2 separate regions of the Macaca mulatta genome follow, and region 1 is linked to region 2. Evidence: chromatin contacts called from public Hi-C data. All regions are on one chromosome and are shown on one strand. The core of a region is the stretch at or near the end of the contact, and the rest is flanking DNA. Distances in the headings are between cores, read along the strand shown. Region 1 has its middle 14 kb from the start of TRNAN-GUU. Region 2 overlaps H2BC18 (H2B clustered histone 18).

Region 1 (6,513 bases), core at 879-3,378, 290 kb before region 2:
ATGTCTATGAAGTTTTCATCTGATTCATATGGTTGTTTCTGTGTGTATTACTTTGTATGAATATACATTAACTTATTTATTCATTCGACTGTTGTTGAACATGTTGACCTAAAAGAAAGAGGCTGAGGCACAAAATATAATTTAGAGTTTACTTGAGCCAACATGAAGACAGCTGCCTGGAAGACTCACACCCAAAGAACGTTGGATCTGAGCTCCCTTTGGCCTTTGTCACAAACAGGATTTTAAAGGTCAAAAGCAGGGACAGACAGTGGGCTGATAGAAAGGGGCCTGTCAGGAATTCTCATTGGTTTACAGAAATTACATTGATTGGTGATTGGCTATACGTTGTTAAGTTATAGGGTATGGGGTACAGCGTTTGGTGTGGGATTATTAGGATAATTTATAGCTACTTGAGGTGATAGCAAGCAGTTTCAACAGATGAATACATAGCTCAAAAGGAAGGAACAGAAAGTGGTTGCTGTCTCGATTTAACATCTCTCTGGGCCTGATCATTTGAAAGGGCTCACATTCCTCAGATAAAATTTTTTTAAAAAATCTTTCTTCTTGAAAGCATTGATGATCAAAAGCTCAGTCAAGGTGTCCCTCTTTGCCAGAAAGGCTCATTCGCAGATAGTCCTATCTCAGGCAGGGGACAGGGAGGAAAGGAGCCACCTCACTGAGGAATTTTTAAGAATACTCAAAAGTCCAGTTGAAAGGGCATTATAACCAGACACGGTGGCTCACACCTGTAATCCCAGAATTTCAGGAGGCCAAGATGGGTGGATTGCTTGAGGCTGTGTAAGAGGTGATTCTGGGGATAGCAGAAAAACCCTGAGGTTTTCAAGTGGTGTTGAAAGCCAGTAGGCCCTGGGAACCATTGAGGAGTCTACAAAGCAGGGAAGCCTAGATCCCTGAGCTCCACCTGCCAAGTACCCCCGCAGCTAAGGTGAGAGACCTCCCCCACAGAGACTGAAATTTGCCTCCTGAGGAAACAAGTGACTACAGACATCTGTCCCAGGACAGTAAACAAGAAAACAAGGTCTCACAAAAACAAAAACAGCTGACCACACCATAGAATCATTGAGACCGAGTCTGCGACTATAGGAGAATAAAAATGTTGTCTATCATTCATACCATGAAAGACCAGGGGAAAGTGCGAACGCAGTCCCCCCACTATTGTTGCGGAAATCAGGAGACCGGAGAGGCCAACGGGTGGAACAGGAGGATTTTGAGTGCACTCAGGCCCAGCAGATTAACATCCAAAGTTTGAGCCTGGAACAAAGACAGGGCTTGACTTTTATACACTCTTCCCAATGGGGTTGGCTAGTTTGAATGGCGCCAGCGGGATGGCGCGAAATTCGCGGGGCAGGCAAGAGGGCTTACAGAAGCAGAAAGAACGCAGTTAATTCAACTGTGACAGGTCTTGCAACGCAAGCATAGCTGGTGACCTTGCAGCTGCACTGAAGGAAAATCAGGAACTTACACAACTTGAGTAATGAGAAGTGGTAAGGGGGAAAGAGAAGGTAGTAAAGGCATTTGTTGTTATTTCTTCTTATCCTTGCTAGGGGCGGACTGTGTAGAGACCGTCTCTGGAACTCATTCCTTGGGGCTCTGGCTTTTCAGACGGTGTTACCAAGGATCTGCTAGGGCTCTATCTATTGCTGGCCTTGGAGTCAGTCAAGTATGGTAAAACCTATTTTTTCCCCTTAACTTCTGCTTCATTACTGCAAGTTACGCAGCTGAGCTTACACATTAGGAGAAATAACAGAGAACAGCATATCTGGGGTGCAATGGATGAGCCTCACTCTTAAAGATGAACCACTTGGCTGACCATGGCATTTCCCCTGCCGGGCAAAGGGCTTTTACGTACCTCCGCCCGCCACAGCTCCATACGCCTTACCCTTTACACTGTCACTTGCCCCGAGAGCCATCCCCGCCAATCCCCAACCATTCCGAGCCCTCCTAGCCCTAACACACAGCTGGGACTCTCACGTCCAGCCAGCTCCTGGACTTGCTCCTACAGCACGGGAACTCCTCCGTGGCGAAGCAGCAACCCTGAACTGCCTCATCTACATAGGAACGCCCTATCGGTGATGTCACCAACAGTGCCTTTCCCAGTCCCCTTCTGCTCTTCCGCCCCACCCTCCGCCACTCAGCCGACCAACCCGCTGCTGGAGCCGGCGAGGGAAGTGACGTCTGCCTGTCCCTCCTTTCCTTCCCGCCTTGTCCTTTGCAGAGGTGCGCCGAGACCCCGCATCTAGTCTCTCCCAGAGAAGGGACTACTTAACCTGTGTCCTGCGGTGGACCCTTCTGGAGGAGAGCTGGAAGCCTGTGCGCCCGTCTTCAAAAAATGGCTTTTAATTCGCGGACTGGAACGTTTAGGATTACAAGGAAAACCTGTTCCTTTCAAACCTGGTTATCTTTGTGAAGTAGCATTCCACTTAAAATTGGAAGCCCTTCAATATCAGGGAGAAATCATATCTATGAAACTAGAGAGGCTGCTCAGATGACTGGAAACCAGCCATCCTTATTGGTTTTACCAGTAGTAGTGTTTTAAAGAAAGTTGTCCAATTTCATGAATCTTGCCGTTTTGGTTTTTTGTTTTTCAAATACAGTATTGTACAAAAAGGAAGCGGAATGTGGTTGCTGTCTCAATGTAATGCCTCTCTGGGCCTGAGAATTTGAAAAGGCTCACACTTCTCATGAAAGTTTTCTTCTTCGCTGGGCGCGGTGGCTCACGCCTGTAATCCCAGCACTTTGGGAGGCTGAGGCGGTTGGATCCCCTGAGGTCAGGATTTCAAGGCCTAACTAACATGGTGAAACCCCGTCTCTACGAAAAATATAAAAAATGAGCCGGGTGTAGGGGTGGGCACCAATAATCCCAGCTACTTGGGAGGCTGAGGCAGGAGAATCACTTGAACCCGGGAGGCAGAGGTTGCAGTGAGCCGAGATTGTGCCACTGCACTTCAGCCTAGGCAACAGAGCCAGACTCCGTCTCAAAAAAAAAAAAAAAAAAAAAAAAAAAAAAAAAAAAAAAAAATTGTCTTCTTTTCTCATTCTCCCTTTAGATAAAAGGATTTTCTTGAAAGCCTTGTCGATCAAAAGTTGTGTCCCTCCTTGCCAGAAAGGCTCATTCCCAGATAGTCCTGTCCCACACTGGGGGCAGGGGAGGAAAGGAGCCCTCTTACTGAGGAATTTTTAACGGTGCCCAAAAGCTGAATTGGTGTGGCATCACAGAAGGGGGGAGGGGAGAGAGAGAGAGAGAGAGAGAGAGAGAGAGAACCATCTCGGCCAATTCGATAGTTGCTGTCACTTGTTGAATCATCTCTAGTCTTTAGAGTACCATGAATTCAGTTTCTCAAAAGAAGTAAAACAATGAGAAATACATAACATTGATTTGAGTAGTAGAAATATAATGCACACAAGAATGATAATCACAAAGAGAATCTGTATCCTGGAACAGTAGGGGAACCTATTTCATTAGGCAGCCAACTGAAAACATCAGGGAAAACTTCAAATCCCATTTCTTCTTTAATGATTTCTTGTAGCCAAGTGGCTTCTTTTCTGATTTCTTCTAGAGAAGGTTCTACGGCATGGGAAATATTTATGTATATATAACAAAAGGTATTTGCCACCACACATACATCTCCCTGCTCGGCTAAATGTATCATCTAAAGTGATGTGATTATCTACTACAACCTTAGCCAGCTTTTTATTGAGCTGCAAAAGAGGCCACAGTTTCATCAGCAATGTTTTTCTTTCTTTTTCTTTTTCTTTCAGAGACAGTGTCTGGCTCTGTGGCCCAGGCTGGAGAGCAGTGGTGCCATCATAGCTCTCTGCAACCTGGAACTCCTGGGCTTAGGTGATCCTCCCACCTCAGCTCCTGGGTCACTGGGATTACAGGCCAGAGCCACCATGCCTGGTTTTCATCAGCAATGTTTCCTGAGGTTACAGAAAGATTTGTAATCCTGGGAGGAAACAGTCCCTTGAAGCAAAAGTGTTCTCCCCCAAAAATGAAAGGAGCTATCTTCTTGATAGCCAGGCAGATAATTCTCAGGTTTTGCCCCGTAGAATCTCTGTCTAAAATAGAGCAGTGGTCATGCCTAGTGAAAAGTTTGAGGGAACTCGCCCAATGCTGGATTTCTTCAGAGAGGGGTGTGTGTGTGTGTGTGTGTGTGTGTGTGTGTGTGTGTGTGTGTGTGTGTCCAAATATCCTAAAAGACACTGCCCTTCATCATTCCATGCTGTTAGACATTATAGGACCATGGATGGTGATGTCCTCCAGAGAAAGATAAATGCTGGTGCAGAACAGGTAAGTGTACTATAATTTGAGTACATCAAGGTTTGGGCATTTTAAACCATGGGTCAGACATGTTAGAGCAAGAGGGCAGGTTGATAGCAAGAGGGAGTATTTTTCTTTTAATTTTCCAATAACAAAGTTATGTTTGCCACTGTCATTTCAGAGTGATGTGACAATTTGTTGTTGTTGTTGTTTGGTTTTGTGGGGTTGTTTGTTTGTTTTTCAGACAAGGTCTCACTGTTGCCCAGGCTGGAGTGCGGTGGCATGATCAGGGTTTACTTCTGCCTTGGCCTCACGAAGTCAAACAAACCTCCTTACTAATCCTCCCAAGTAGCTGGGACTACAGGCAGGTGACACCACACCCTGGGGTGTGAACTGGGATTTGATGTTTTCAGTTGGCTCCCTAATGGAATAGGTTTCCTTACTATTCTGGAATAGAGATTGTCTTCATGATTATCATTCTCGTGTGCATTATATTTCTACTACCTTACTAATTTTCTTTTTCTTTTTTTTTTTTTCTTTTGGAGATGGAGTCTTGCTCTGTCACCCAGGCTGTATTGCAGTGGCAGGATCTCAGCTCACTGCAACCTCCGCCTCCCGGGTTCAAGCGATTCTTTTGCTTCAGCCTCCTGAGTAGCCACCTGGCTAATTTTTGTATTTTAGTAGAGACAGGGTTTCACTATGTTGGCAGGCTGGTCTCGAACTCCTGACCTCAAGTGATCCTCCCACCTCGGCCTCCCAAAGTGCTGGGATTACAGGCATGAGCTACCATACCTGGCTCTCAAACCATTTTAGGTAAGCAAAGACAGATTTGTCTGGCTTCACATTGCTGAATTATCCTCCAATCTATGTTTTTAGGAAGGACCTGGGGAATGGCAACATGGAGATATTTGGCTAAAATGTTAACCTTTCATGTTCTGCTTCAGTCTCTTTTGAAAATCCTTCCAATTTGCCTTTTGCAACCAGTTACTGACCTTGCCTTCTTCACCAGCATGTGAATTAATTGATAAAGGTCAGAATATTTGGGCTCAAAGGTTTCAACAGTTAAGTCAAATTTTCTGTCAAACCCTGTAGAATCTTGGAGCCTGCTTTAGAAACAGAAGAGTGAAATGTATTTACATTTAGACCATGGAAGTCTTTTATAATATTCTTAATTCACATTTTGGTGAAGCGGTATACACAATGGTAGGCTCCCCTCTTCCTGTGGGTTTTACCTTGAAAGGGGCTGTCAGAACAGAAGTTTCAGGGAAGGGGCCAGAGCCCTGGGGACTTTCCTCGGGTGATGGTGATGGAAGAAGAGGCAAGGCAGGACAGGAAGGCTCAGGTAAGAAAAACTATGCAGGCACAGGGGCAGGAGGAGAAGGAGCAGTTGGAGGCGAAAGAGACAAAGCCTCCTCAATATTTCTCAATTCAGAAAACGTGTCAGTTTACCTCCCTCAGCTTACTTCCTCAATGGAGGCAATTTTCTCTGTTCTTACAGAAATTTTAGAAATTTAGAAATTTCTAGGTCTCATTGGAAGTAAGTCTCCCATTTAATTTGTCTGGTTCTAAAATGAAATTTCTCTCTCTCTCTTCTCTTTTTTTTTTTTTAGACAGAGTCTCACTATGTCACCCAGACTGGAGTGCAGTGGTGTGATCTCGGCTCACTGCACTCACCGCTTGCTGCATGACAGCCAGTAAGTCCAGGGACAAGGTATAGGGAGGGGCAGGGAAGGTGACTTTAATCCAGGGAGCCACCAAACTGAAGATGGTGAACTAATATCCTAAAGAACCATCTTAAATTAATACAATTTTCAGGCTCCTTGTATGTTAGGGAAGGGAGGAAGAAGGAGGTGGTTGAGGTGAAGAGGTCTGACAATGACAGACTTATGAGCTGCAGTGAGAGCCCAAGGGGATGGTGAAAATTCTTTGTTCTTTGTCAGATCACAATGCTCTTATAAATCTTCAACATAACACTGTTACTTGTGCATACAACCTCTTTATCTTCTCAGGAGACAGTTTGGGGAAGGAATTATTGTCATCTGTGCTTTAAAGTTAAACTGTAAGCTAAATCCCTCCCATAGATAGCTTGGCCTATGTGCAGAAATGAGAAAAAGCAGTTAGCCTGAAAGATATCACCACAGGGTAGGAAGGGTTAGGAGTAAAATGCAGTTAGTCATGCTAGGCCTCCTTTTTCATTATTATATATTTAATTTACTTGAACATATAATTTT
Region 2 (6,613 bases), core at 219-2,718:
GGATACATTTGGAAATTTGGTCATCAAAGATGACTTTAAATGAGGCCTACTCTAAAGAAATCTTGAAAAACTTACAAATCAAGCCTAGCCTGATAATAATCCTATTACATAGTTTGAAAAATAGTACTTCATTTCTCAGAACAAGGTAACAAGGTGAGTGGGTGCATATGTACAGAAGATTAAGATAGAGAAAGAGACAAAATGAGAGAGAGGGAGACAAAGAGACACACACACAGCCAGGAGTGGGCAGATTTCAGGGAGACAAGAGGGAATAGTATAGACGATAAGGAAGGAGATAGAACTTACAAATGACTCCTAAGGGACTGTGAGACTGAGAGGGCTGACGCCTCTGTGTTCAGGACACTTAGTTCATGGCTTTTCTCTTTGACTTTACTAAAAGAGAATGTCCCCATGTATGTTCTAGGCATACAAGGGGGTAACTCATGATGACAGATGGATATATTATTCTTGCCCTCTCTTTTGAGGCTTTCTCATAACCCCTGTATTTCTAGAGACAACAGAAATGCTGCCAGTCCTAGGCCCTTGTCCTGTAGGAAGGCAGAATGTAACTGTTCTTTTTGTTTAACAATTAAGTCCAAATCTCCAAGTGCGGCACTGCAAGGAGAAACTTCAAGTAGGTAGAAGCGGCGATATCACAGAGTCCAGACCTTGCCTCCAGAGGTTTGCTTTACCTTCCTGATTTTCTGGTTGATTACTAACTAGCTTCAGGATACGCTGCTCACACTTGGGCTGTAATTTGGAGACAAAATATTTTCCTGCCACTCTGTAACATAGCTGAGATAAAAACTGAACTATGTAAATGACTCTACTGAAAGTTTAGGGAAAAAACAGGAAGAGTATGACACACGTAGCAACTTGATTCTAGATTATTTGACCCGTAAATGATGGGTTGGAGCGTCGCGCGCCGAGCGTGTCCCACGGCAGGGCGCTTGCGCCACACTGTGGCCGCCTGTGCATATTGCAGCCTCCGCCCCCATCTGAGGGCCCCAGCCGCCGGCGCCCGGGAACCCAGCTGCGGCGAAAGCTGTTGGGCTAGCGCTTCTCCGCAGCTCCGCCCTCACCAAAACCCAGTGAGAAATTATTTGCATTCCTGGAGGCTGCAGAAGCGACAAATGAGCTCTAGGAGTCGGTGGGTGGGAGCAGCGGCAGGCGGATGGAAGAGAGCAAGGGGTCGGCCGTTCGTGTCTGATTCGCCCGAGTCAAGGGGCAGTCCCCCAAAATCCCAACGTCATTGTTTCTTCTGGGCCGGCAGATGTGAAAATCCGGCGGCAGGATGCATGTTCCGTAGTCCGCGAGGGCCCGCGGCCTCCCCAGGCGCGTAGCTTTGAGTCGCTCCCACCCCGCCCCGGGCCCTGCCTGCTCTCGGGCCCCGGTACGGCGCCACCTGGCGGCCGTCTATGGAGGTTGCAGCTGCCGTCTGTGGAGGTTGCAGCTGCCGCCAAGCCTTGGTTCTGCTGCGGGCCTGAGGTGCGCCAGGCCGAGCCTCCGCGAAGAGTAGGACTGATAGATCACAGCAAGCGGGAGGACGGCGCTGGGTTCCCAGCAGCCGTCCCAGCTTCTTGGACTGGCGCTAGAGCGGCCAGAGGCGGCGGCGGTAGGGAGAGAGCGGGTGAGGAGTGCGAACGGCCGCCCGCCTCCCCGTCCAGCTCGGAGGACCTCCCAGCTGGTTCCCTCGCCGTCAGAAGCAGGAAGGGAGCTGGCTGGCTCCGCGGGATCAGCAAGCCCGCAGGCAAGAAGGCTCCAGGCTCCGCAGGGGCCAACCCACATGGACTCGGAAACCGCCGAGCTTCACCCACAAGGGTCCACGGCCCATCCTATCACGGATGAAAAGATTACAGGACTGACAATGAGGCCCTGGAGGGATCTGATGCATCTGGTGGGGAGGAGGGTGGGTCGGACTTTTGGGGGATCGCAGGGTGGAAGAATGTCTTTCTTCTCCCTGGGACCTACCGAGGCTTCACCTGTGAGGGTCTTGGGCCCATCCTTCAATCCGAGGGCTTCCAAGTCAAAGCACAGCTCCCCAGAGTGGACAGGCGGAGTAGAACCGGCATTAGGTTGGGAGGGTGGGTCGTTGTGGGTCGTTAGCGGTCGTTCCTCACCTTCCAGGCTCGGTATGGAGACCCCTAAATTCATTGTAGGACCACAAGAGCTTCTGTAAGAGTCCGGGCCGTTTCAGAACACTCAGAGGGTCCTAACCTGAGAAGTAATCCCCAAAGCAGACCAACCCGGTTTGGGGTAAAACAGGAATAGCTTGGTCCATTCTGGATCTTTCCTAGCTAAATGCCTTCAGGATTTAGGAATCTTTTCCTAGGAGGGCCAAGGATTAGCTAGACCTGCCCAGCGATTCCAGCCCTGAGAACCAGACAGAATGGAGGCATAGCTGACAGCTGGCTGGGAGGGGGCTGACGGTCCTCACTGCCACCAGGCTTAGTTGAGACAGATCCCCCAAGCTGTAGAGAAGACAACAGAAGCAAGGAGACCAGTTAGGAATCTAGGTGAGAGGCAGTGGCAGCCTGGACTAACATGGTAACAGTGGAGCTATTGAGAGTGGTCACATTTGGAAGATGTTTTGTAGGAAGAGTCAACAAAGTTTCTTATTGATTAGATGTAGGGAATGTGAGAAAGAGAAGAATGGGAGGGAAAACACCTAGATTTGGGGCCAAAGCAATAAATAGTCCATTGACAGAATTGAGAAAGCAAGTTGGAGGAGGGGAACAGGGTAGCAAGAAGCAAAAGTTTCATATTGGACATGTTAAGATTCCTATTTGACATTTAAGTGTAACTATTGAAAAAGCAAGGGATATATGAAGAATCCTGGACTAGAGATACAAATTTGCCAATCATCATATAGATGTGGTATTTAGAGTCAGAGGACTAGAAAGGACAATGTGAGGGGGAAGTACAGATAGAAAAAGGTCTAAGCCTGAACCGTGAAACATGCCACATTTTAGAGGTTGCGTAGAAGAGGTGACAGCAGAGGATACTGATAAGGAGTAGCCAGTGAGGTAGGAGGAAAAACAGAGAAGAAAATGCCTCAAGAAAGAGAGATCAACTATGTCAAATTCTCCTGAGAAAACGATTGGATTTGGAGTGGGACTGCACTAAATCTGTAGATCTTTTGGGGGCGGGAGGGAGAGGGTTAGGGAGGATTGATATCATTCCAACATTGACTTTCCAATCCATGAACTCTCCATTTATTTATTTATGTCACTGTTACTGTCTCACAACAATATTATAATATTCTCTCTAGATGTGTTAGATGTATTCTTAGGTCCTTCATTTTTGTGTCATTGTAAATGGTATTGTTAGAATCTTCAGAAGTAATTATTGGCCACATGCGTGTAATCCTAGCACTTTGGGAGGCGGAGGCAGGCAGACGCTTGAGTCAGGTGTTGGAGACCAGCCTGGGCAACATGGCAAACCCCATCTCTACAAAAAATGCAAAAATTAGCCAGTGGCACACGCCTGTAGTCCCAGCGACTCGGGAGACTGAGGTAGGAGGATCAATTGAGCCCAGGAGGTGGAGGCTGCAGTAAGCCAAGATCGCACCACTGCACTTCAGCCTGGGTGGCAGAGGGAAATCCTGTCTCAAATAATAATAATAATAATAAAAATTGATTATTACCAGTCTCATAGCTGAGGTAGAAATTTTTTTAAAAAAATAAGTAAGTACTGCATTTATTCACTCCAAGAAAAGTAAAAGCTAAGGCCCAGAATGTGGCAAGTCAAGGGTTAAAAGAAGAGAACAAGTTTTCCTCTGCCTAGCAAGCTCACTTCAAGGACAATTATAAGATAACGCTGTCCGAATAGCCAAGGCCAAAGGAATAGGCTCCAGACACCTCTTCCTTCCAGAGCAAGGTTGAAGGAAAAAAAAGAGAAAGACAGATTCTTTTACTGTTACTCTTTCCCCAGGCTTCTTAAACATTATTATTTACAAATGTCTGTATTTAGCCAGTTTTTGTTTTTCTTTCAATGCAACTACAGGGTCACCAGCTATGCAAGGTCCCAAGTTATGTTATGCTATAGATTACATAACCTGTCACTGTATGATTAACTGCTTTTGTTTTGCTTCTGTAAGGCCGCTTCTAAAAACCCCACTCTGTCTTTGTTCAATGCTCAGCTTTTTAGATGCAAATCTAAAAACTGAAAGACCAAATATAAAAACTGAAAGACCTTAAGACACATATATCTTAAGCTTGGCAATGGAAAGCAGGATGTCACACACACACAAAGCTAGTAATGTGAAAATCTGGTCTTGCATAAGGTCTTTTAGGTTTAGACTTCTTTGTTAATGCACATTGGCAGGAAAATGGGAACCAATAAAATTGTTTGCTGTCCTTCTCCCTCTATTCTCCACTTCTGGTTTTGTTTCTCAATGTGGGGTCAAAACTTCCAAAGGGTAAGAAGCTCATTTTTCTGCCTTTCCCCTTCATCTCCCTATCGCACTAGGTACATACTACTCCTTAACACTTAGAGAAGATAAAAAAAGAATAAATTGCGGAGAGGGAGCATATGTGAAAGTAAAAGATTCCCAGACATAAAATGGGAGTTAATGGAGAAAGAAAATCTCTAAGGAAGACTGGAAATAATTGGGTTAGGGATTCTCGAGAAGTAAACTAAATTCCCCAAATGTGGTATTCTCTGAGAAGATAATTTAATTTTGAAGAAGAAATGGCATGCTATCCAGTGAAACAGCGGTCCTCTGGAGCCTGGCTGTGACTTCAAGGCCCACTTCTGGAAGGTCAGAAAAAGACCTCAAAGAGGAGAAATGGGCATTTACGTAGGTTTATAAGTACCATCTTTATTTTAGAAAATAATCATTTTCTACCTTGAATTCTAGTTTATTGTGACGAAAGATTGTAAAATTTCGGGACATGACTGAATTGAAATCTTGGTCCTGCACTTCTATAGCTCCTTGAATTGCAATTTCTTATCCCAATTATTTTATCCTTTCATTCTACTATGAAATCTATATCATGGCACATAATAGTCAACTTTATTATTTTAATTTACCGAACGCTTATTTACCTTTCATGGGTTATTTCATTTAGCCTTCATAATATCTGTTGTCATTGTCTCACACTCAGTAGGTGGCTTTTAATACTATTCTATTATTTTGATCAATTTGTATGATATGAATGTTCTCTCCTCAGTGTTTGGTAATGCTGCCTGGGCTTGCTTTTGTTTGTTTTTTGAGACAGAGTCTTGTTGTGTCACCCAGGCTGGAGTACAGTGGCGCAATCTCAGCTCACTGCAATCTCTGCCTCCTGGGTTCAAGTGATTCTCCTGCCTCAGACTGCCAAGTAGCCAGGATTATAGGCACACGCCACCACACCTGACTAATTTTTGTATTTTTAGTAGAGACAAGGTTTCACCATGTTGGCTAGGCTGGTCTCAAACTCCTGTCCTCAAGTGATCCACCCACCTCGCTCTCCCAAAGTGCTGGGATTACAGGTGTTGAGGTGCCACACCCAGCCTTGGTACTATTTTTAAGGATATGTATATCTGATTTTTTTTTCTGTTTATCTTATAGTTATTCTTTATTCAGGTATTTTACTTTTCTTAGCTCAACTTTGGTAATGTGTATGGAAAAGTCACCATTTTGTCTACAATTGCAAATATATTTATATCAAAAATACACATCACTTTAGTATCTTCTATATCTAATATTACTTATGTGCTTTTTCAATAGTAAGCTTATGGAAGGATTAACTCTAATTTTATTTTCAGAGAACAGCCTTTGGTTTTATAAATTCCATTTTGGTGGAATAGGAAGGTATGATCTGTTTCATTGACTATGCTTTCATCTTAGTTTGTTCCTTCTACTTTACACAGGTTTTTGTTGTGTTCCTTTATTAGTGTTTGAGTTAAAAACTTAATGCTCTCTCTGTTGCTCAGGCTGGAGTGCAGTGGCATGATCTCAACTCACTGTAACCTCCGCCTCCCAGGCTCAACGATCCTCCTGTCTCAGCCTCCCTAGTAGCTGGGACTATAGCCATGCACCAGCACATCCAGCTAATTTTTGTATCTATTGGAGACACAGGGTCCTGCCATGTTGTCCAGGCTGGTCTCCAACTCCTGAGGCAATAATTGGGAGTCCAAGGCGATCTGCCCACCAATTATTTTCTCTTAAATGCATTTTAAAGCTACGAATTTTCTCCTGACTGCTTCACATAGGTTTTAATATTATTTGCCATGAAATATATTCCACAGTGGAATGACAGATAATTGGGATAAGAAATAGCAATTCAATGAGTTATTTAAATATAGGGCTAAGATTTGAATTCTAGCTTACTGGGACCAAAGCTTGTGAAGTCTCAGGGTATGGTTGAATTATAGTGCTCTTGTTATTTCTAAAGAGTGTGTAATTTTTATTCTGATATCCCTTTTAACCCATGTGCTTTTTCCTAAGAGTACATCTTAAGGAGGGCACGTTTGATTATTTTATTGTTTTATAATCAGTTAACTATGCCCTGGTCCTATATGGTTTCAGCTTTTCAACACTTGAGACTTAATTTGCCATCTCACTTATGGTCAATTTTTGTCAATAGTCCATGTGAATCTGAAAATAAGGTAACTTTCCTATTTTGAA

What was found. Hi-C and Micro-C count contacts between places; a contact is called where the count stands out from the background.
Region 1: a Hi-C map of fetal cortex germinal zone shows a contact between it and region 2, with 5 times the contacts expected there. The contact joins two enhancer-like sites. A contact is called at or near these places in 5 of 14 Hi-C or Micro-C datasets (CD4 T cells, blood, fetal cortex germinal zone and 2 more).

What each region holds. Positions count from the first base shown.
Region 1 is chr1:117,636,701-117,643,213 of T2T-MMU8v2.0, reverse strand. No RefSeq gene overlaps it. Among named protein-coding and RNA genes, the nearest start is that of TRNAN-GUU, 14 kb to the right of the region's middle. Within about 2 kb of position 2,128, at least 32 of the 40 cell types and tissues checked have an H3K27ac peak or open chromatin away from gene starts, as enhancers often do. A contact at or near this core is called in fetal cortex germinal zone, where this site is marked.
Region 2 is chr1:117,348,831-117,355,443 of T2T-MMU8v2.0, reverse strand. The region is part of intron 1 of H2BC18 (H2B clustered histone 18); the gene reads right to left. Among named protein-coding and RNA genes, the nearest start is that of FCGR1A, 12 kb to the left of the region's middle. Within about 2 kb of position 1,468, at least 18 of the 40 cell types and tissues checked have an H3K27ac peak or open chromatin away from gene starts, as enhancers often do. A contact at or near this core is called in fetal cortex germinal zone, where this site is marked.